Regions from separate parts of the Zea mays genome. Here region 1 is linked to region 2. The links are chromatin contacts, called in public Hi-C maps. All regions are on one chromosome and are shown on one strand. The core of a region is the stretch at or near the end of the contact, and the rest is flanking DNA. Distances in the headings are between cores, read along the strand shown. Region 1 holds the start of LOC103636359. Region 2 holds the start of LOC103636358.

Region 1 (3,472 bases), core at 384-2,883, 150 kb after region 2:
TCTAATGATAATCAGATTCTCTACGCAGACAGATTCTCCCACAACTAGATTCTCGGAAAAGCTGTTCAGAAAAAAGTTGAACCAAACAGGCCCATAGATCTCCGAGATGTGGGCTTGAAGTTGGTTTTGTAATTTGGATGGTTTCTGAAACCACGAACCTTTAACCCCACTGCAGAAACAGTATAGGTCGACGGATGTCTCCAACTCGAAGGGAAGGTCTGACGGTGGAAGAAGAGCAACAGGGATTGGGCCCATGCCATGCCCATGAATGCTGCCCAATGCTGTCTGACTCCGCGCCGTGCGCCCGTGGTCGGCCTCGTGCTGGTCCGCGCCATCGACGCCACGCGTCCGCGCAGCGCGCACGGAGCCGGGCCTGCCGCTCGACACCGGCACGGTCGCACGGATGAGTGATGAAGCGTCGTGCCGTCCCACCCCCCCCCCCCCCCCCCCACACACACACAGAGGCGTGGCGTACGGTCACAGCCTGGCCGGGGGCCGGGAGAGGTTGTTGGCGCGGCGCCTTCCTGGGCGGACCCACCGGCACCGGATGTCCGTGGCGCCCAATCACCCGTAATCACGGCTCGTCTCCTTGCTGCCAAGGCAAACAAGTGTCTCAGCAGCTGATGCTTCGTTGCTCTGCTCCTCCGTCCGTCAGATCCAGTCCGGTAATAAGTAACCGGCCTCGTGAAGCAACGGTACTGATTCCCTGTGTGCTAATCAGAACGCACTGTTCAGTTCAGAGTTGAGACTCTAGGCCTGAAGGAGAACGGCAACAATCTCTGCGATCGCTCTGCATCTATACTTGGACACCGACACTCCACGCTGCTCTCTCTCTCTCTCTCTCTCTCTCTCTCTCTCTCTCTCTCTTCTGTAATGTAATTAGAAGACCTTGATGGTATATAATGTACGACTCCAGCTCAGACTTCAGAGCAGCAGGAGATGAGATGGCAAGTGACAATTCCTGGTTCCAACGGTGAAAGGAGAGTGAGAACAAGAAGTTGCATTATCGTCATGACATCATCTTTTATTCTAATCAAACTTTGTTCTAGTATTTTATGGTCCTGAAAGATGAAATAAAATTGTACACTATTCATCCTTCTTTAGCCATCTAGATCTTGTCACATAGATGAGTTCCATTAGCAAATTGGCTCTAATTATAATGTGAGAGTGAGTTGTACGAAGTACCTCACTAGAGGTCTCGAGCAATAAACAATCTTTTTTGATAAAAGAAGCTTTATATTAAAGGTTAACAAGAGCGATACATTAAGAGAATACATACTCTTGGTACACAAACTTAAAAATTCGAGCAAAAGTTACAAATAGAAGTGATAATGAATCACGATTCAAATATTTCATCATAATTCTTTAATTTTAGTTTAAAAATAAATAGAAATAGTGTCTGATCTTATTCTTCAATTTTGTACTATAAAATTTAGAGTTCATTACCGCCATAATTACAACAGATAACAAGAAGATCTATCCAGTCTACCTAAATTTCCTACAATACCTTAACACAATCAAGTACTGTCGATAGCATGTTAGTATCTTAATCGTTTCTTGTGTTTGTATCCTCATGGAAATAAAATTCCTCGTTTTTTTGCACCTAAAATTGCGTGCTACAAATATAATGGCCCTAAACTGAAACCAGTGGCGTGAAACTCATAAAAAAATTCTGTACCCAGAAATAGGAAGGCCGGCGATTACGCATGCATGGCACTTCGGAAATTTGGGCCCAATTGTCCGCAGGTTGCGGTAATTGTATATACGCCAGTTTAAAAAAGCCCGCGAGATCCGCTCCAAGCACCAAGCTGCCCCGTGTCCGTGTCCAACGCCTCTCCACCACCACTCCCCGCGCGCAATCCAACCCGGCCACCTCCCCACATCTACCGCCAGTGGCGCCACCTTATCGCCTCGCCTCCAACCCCGACGCGAGCCAGGTACCTACCTGCTGCGGCGGCCGAGAGAGATGGATGGCCGGCGGCCGGAGATGCGGCGGACGATGACGCTGTCCGAGCAGCTGTCCACGCCCGACCCGCTCATCCGCGACTTCCTCAAGATCCCGCACGACGCCGACGCCGGCGAGGGTGATAGCCCCTCGGCCGTCGACGCGCAGGGGGGCGGCAGGACGACCGGCTGGAAGCAGCTGCGAGACCGGCTCCGGCTCCGGCGCGCGGCGGGCGCCTGGCAGAGGCGTAAGACCGGCGCGGCCGCGGCCCACGCCCCGGCGAACGGCGGCGGCCTCAGCAATATCAGCAGCGCTAACAACCGCAGCAACAAGTACAACTACAACCCCGGCGAGGCGGAGGCGGCGTTCTCCCGCACCTTCTCCCGCGCGCCGTCGCTCCGCGCGACGCCCACGTTCTCGCGCGTCGCGTCCACCCGGGTCGGCCCCGCCTCCTGCCGCTCCAGCTCAAGGCGGCTCTCGACGTACGACTTCCGCGACGTCGAAGAGCGACGCCACGAGGACGAGGACGAGGACGGCGACGGGGAAGAGGAAGAAGACGGCGAGGACGAGGGGGACGAAGAAAAGACGGCGGCGCCCGCGGCGCAGATGTCGCTGATGGCGCTGCTGGGGCAGACGGACAACCAGTGGGACGACGATGAGGATGAGGAGGAGGAGAGCGGAGGCGGCGCGTTTAAGAAAGGCGGGGCCGGCGCCGTGGGCGACGAGGACGAGGACGACTGCGACAGCCGGGAGGATGAGATGGTGCACGTGTGCTGCGTGTGCATGGTTCGGCACAAGGGCGCCGCCTTCATCCCCTGCGGCCACACCTTCTGCCGCCTCTGCTCCCGCGAGCTCTGGGTCAGCCGCGGCAACTGCCCGCTCTGCAACGGCTTCATCCAGGAGATCCTCGACATCTTCTGACGGACCGAGCTCGCCGCCTCCATCGTTTGTTTATCTTCTAGGTCCCTTAGCTTCACGTACATCCATGGCATCATCGCCGTCGATACCCATGTTCTTGCACCGGTTCCTATCCTACAGATTTTGTGTGTGTGTGTGCGCGCGCGCGCGCGCTGGGGTGGGGGGTAGGGGGATCATTGATTGTTACAGTACGTTGCAATAAAATGGTACAGTATTACGCATACGCAATGTGTGCATTTTCGTATAGTATTTCAGAGTGGTTGTTAGGTTGACTTACCAGGCACCAATAAAAGAGCGTGTGATTCAGATGAACTTCTGCATCCAACTAACCAGAGGTCCAGAGCATCTTTTGTTTAGCTGAGACTCAGAGAGTCAGAGGTGCTCGTATGAGTGTATCCAAGTTCTCATTTTTCTCAGTTGGAAGTTGGAACTGAACTATCAGAATTGTCCATGCGGCCATGGCACCATCTGATCTGACGATAACAAAACTTGCATGGTCCAGTTTGCAAGCATAAGACTATTTACAGCAACGTCTTCTATATTCATCCTCTATATCTGTCTTTTACAGTCTTTTCTAAAAGATTCCATCCCCTATATCTACTTCTTCTC
Region 2 (3,362 bases), core at 827-3,326:
CTGATTACGGACTTGCACGTCTTGTCACCAGGATTATCACTCTAAAAATGTTGTTTAGTTACAATCAATGTGATATTCACAAGGTGCATGGATGTACATACAACAGCTGCGTCTGGAACTGCCTCCAAGCGAAGTATACGCCCTTTTGTTCAAGATTACATGACTGCTGGAACATATGGTAGGGCATTTACCTCAGCTCCTGTCACCGAGCTTTTTTACATGAAAGCGAGGTGATCATCTCCTCATCCCGTAGCCGCTTTCCATTTGCGTTCACAAAACTGCAGGAAAATTTAACTGGTTGCTGTGTCTCCACATCCCATAGCCGCTTTCCATTTGCATTCACAAAGCCGCAAGAAAATTTAACTGGTCGTTGTGTCTCTGCTCCATAGTCAATCATCGACCACCCATTGCAGTAACAAGCAAGAAAGACAAATTTGTCAGTTGCCGCATGTATGTATGGATAATTATGAAGCACCATGTAGTTAGTAATTAGAGAACTGGTCAGAAAGCTCACCTGAACTGCATTGTACTTGCGTAATCTTCTTAGCTGGGATTGGGTCGTCCAGCCTGAGCCTTCTCTTTAGACCAAGGATGATTTCATCGCTGAGTACATCGTGCCTTCGTTTTGGAAGAACTGATTTGTTCTCTTGAGGCTTGCTCTTCTTGGGACATCTTTCTACTTCGACTCCAGATTTTCGCTTTGGGCATGGAGGAGTTGCAGAATCTGAAGAATATAATGTTGGTTAGCTATTAAGTTAGGGTTACCTCTCTATATAAGGAGTGGCAGGAGTAGAGGGAGGAAGAAGATATAGATCTGGTTTACTCCTAGGGCCTCCTACGGGAGCAGGGGCGGACCCAGTGGGTGGTCCATATGGTCCACGGCACACCCTAAAATTGTATAAGGTTAGTTAGCATAGTGGTGTAAGTACTATCTTTTGAGTTTGGTAGTCAAGGTTCAAGTCTTGTTGATCTCTGTTTTTTTTTTAATATTTTTTCTGGCACAGCCTAAGCGTAGTAGCTGGGTCCGCTACTGTACTTCACAACACAAATGAAAAACCATCAACAATACTGATTACTGAAGAATAATAGAGTATGAAGTGACAAATCGTCAACGACACTGAATACTGAAGAATAATATAGAGTATCAAACATTATCGTCTGCCACAAGATTTTACTAAAAAAATGTGTGAAACGAGTACATAACAGGTGATACATAGAAAATCGACAGCATTGATAACCTCAGAAATAAATATACAATTTATAGTTGTCAATCTCAAACATGTGCGTTACTTATGGGGTTTATGGTCCATGGCAACATTAGAGTGGCTCAGTAGACAGTAGCTCCACACTCTGCATCTTTGGTGGTATTTGATCATTCATTCCAAATGACCAAATATATGTAGCTGCAAATTTCATAAACTGGTTGATACTACTGATCACTGAAGCTAGTAAAAGGGCATAACAATGTGATGTATATGATCCCGAACACTGCAAGAACAGAGGCGTCGATCACCCAACCACGACCGCACATTGTAACATTCAAAGATACCGCTCGTTATTTCCCTACCAGTTAGCAATAGGATCACGATCAATGAAGTAATCAGAGTTCCTAAGGGAGCGAGGCCCAAACCTCAACGCACCTGAGCTCGGCGCAGTAGGCGCGGCGGGCCTGCCGTGGACGACAACGGGCGCGGCGGCGTCGGCGCCGGTGGGCAGCCCGCGCTTCGCGAAGAAGGCGAGGAGCGCGCGCCACGTGACGGCGGAGCAGACGTGGCCAGGGCCGCGGCTGAGGAAGTAGCCGTTGGGCCGGACGGAGGCGGGGTCCAGCCCCAGCGCGAGCCCCACCCTGGCCAGGTCCACCCCTGAGCCGCCATCCACCGTGATCGCCACGGTATCCGCTGGCGACGAGGGCGACGAGCGACGGAGGTGCACGGTGCGGAGCGGCGAGCCCATGGCGGCCGGCGATGCTCTCCGGAAGAGCGTGGCGGGGAGAGGGGCGGAGAACGGTCTGGACTCTGCTGCTGCTACTGCGGACTGCGGTACTGCCTTTTGGGGGAAGCGAGGTCTAGAAGGGTCGCCGCGCGGTCGGACTCGGGGAGTCGGGTCCGGGTGAATCGTGGGTAGGCCTGGGCACTTTTAGGCCTTGTTCGTTTGTACCGGATTAGTGGGTCGGAACGATTCCTAACCGGATTGCTTCTCTAATTTATATAAACTTTGATTAGCTGAAACGATTCCGGGTGCAATCCGACGTAAACGAACAATCCCTTAAGCCGAAACCGAATTACCGAACCGAAAATTTGAAAACCGCACCGAAGTTTCGATTTTTCGGGGTTCGGTGTCAGGTTCGGTTTTAATTCCTGAGAACTTCGGTTCTCGGTGTCGGCCTCGGTTTTAGGCTTACACCGAACCGAAAACACCGAACCGAAATATCAGCGTCATGCGTCCCACTCCCACCATTCTACCGTAATCGGCCCATATGCCATAGCCCATAGCCCACTTCTCCGTGCGACTGAGAACTTCTCTGCGCCAACTCGGTAGTCGCCTAGTCGGCAAGACGCCAAGACCAGACGCTCAACGACGCGGCCCTCCTTCAGTTCCAACTTCCAACCCTAATCCATTCGACTTCGACAGACCGGCGGCGCTCCCCACTCCCCACTTCCCCAGTTCCCCGCTCCGGCGCTCCCCAGTCCCCACGCGGCCAACCGCCAACCAGTGCGCAAGGCCTCAATCCGGCGGCGGCGGCAGCGGCAGCTCTGCGGCCTGCGGGCTACGAGCGGTCGAGCTGAGGGCCACGAGCGGTCGAGCTGAGGGCCACGAGCGCACGCCTGCGGGCTACTGTGGCAGCAAGACTGCAAGAGGAGGCGGCGACTGTGTCTGTGCGACTGTGCGGACAGTGCGGTGGCCGGTGGGCTACTGAAAATAATTTGATTTGTTCTACCCCTACCGGTTTGTAAGTTTGTTGTTCCAGCCGCCCGCAACTGAAATAATTTGATTTGTTCTAGCTGTATCCGATTTGTTCCAGCCGCCTGCAAGTCTGCAACAGACTAATAATTTGATTTGTTTGTACATCTCAAATGTTTCTTTCGGTTGTAAATTGTAATGCTCAAGTACTTTGTTTAGCACACTTTGTGAATAATATAAGCTGTGGGCTGTGGCTAATAAACCAAACAGCCATACGTGTAGGCGTGTAGCTCTGTTGACTACTGCGATGGATTTCGGATGTTCAGTTTAAACCGAACTCCGAACCGAAAAACTGAAAACCGAATAGCTCGGTTTTCTTTTGTGAGACGCGTAGATCGGTCTGCTCTGTCTGTAAACCGAACTTCTACAACACCGAAAAAACCGAACCGAAAAAACCGATT

Evidence for each region. Hi-C and Micro-C count contacts between places; a contact is called where the count stands out from the background.
Region 1: a contact with region 2 is called in a Hi-C map of ear, with 1.9 times the contacts expected there. The contact joins the promoter of LOC103636359 here to the promoter of LOC103636358 in region 2. A contact is called at or near these places in 4 of 25 Hi-C or Micro-C datasets (bundle sheath, ear, leaf and 1 more).

What each region holds. Positions count from the first base shown.
Region 1 is chr8:168,495,642-168,499,113 of Zm-B73-REFERENCE-NAM-5.0, forward strand. It overlaps LOC103636359, which reads left to right and starts at 1,634. Exons shown (of 1, transcript XM_008658719.4): 1 at 1,634-3,175. The coding sequence starts at 1,967. The coding sequence ends at 2,866.
Region 2 is chr8:168,346,978-168,350,339 of Zm-B73-REFERENCE-NAM-5.0, forward strand. It overlaps LOC103636358, which reads right to left and starts at 2,077. Exons shown (of 3, transcript XM_008658718.4): 1 at 1,641-2,077; 2 at 515-724; 3 at 2-378. The coding sequence starts at 1,953. The coding sequence ends at 203.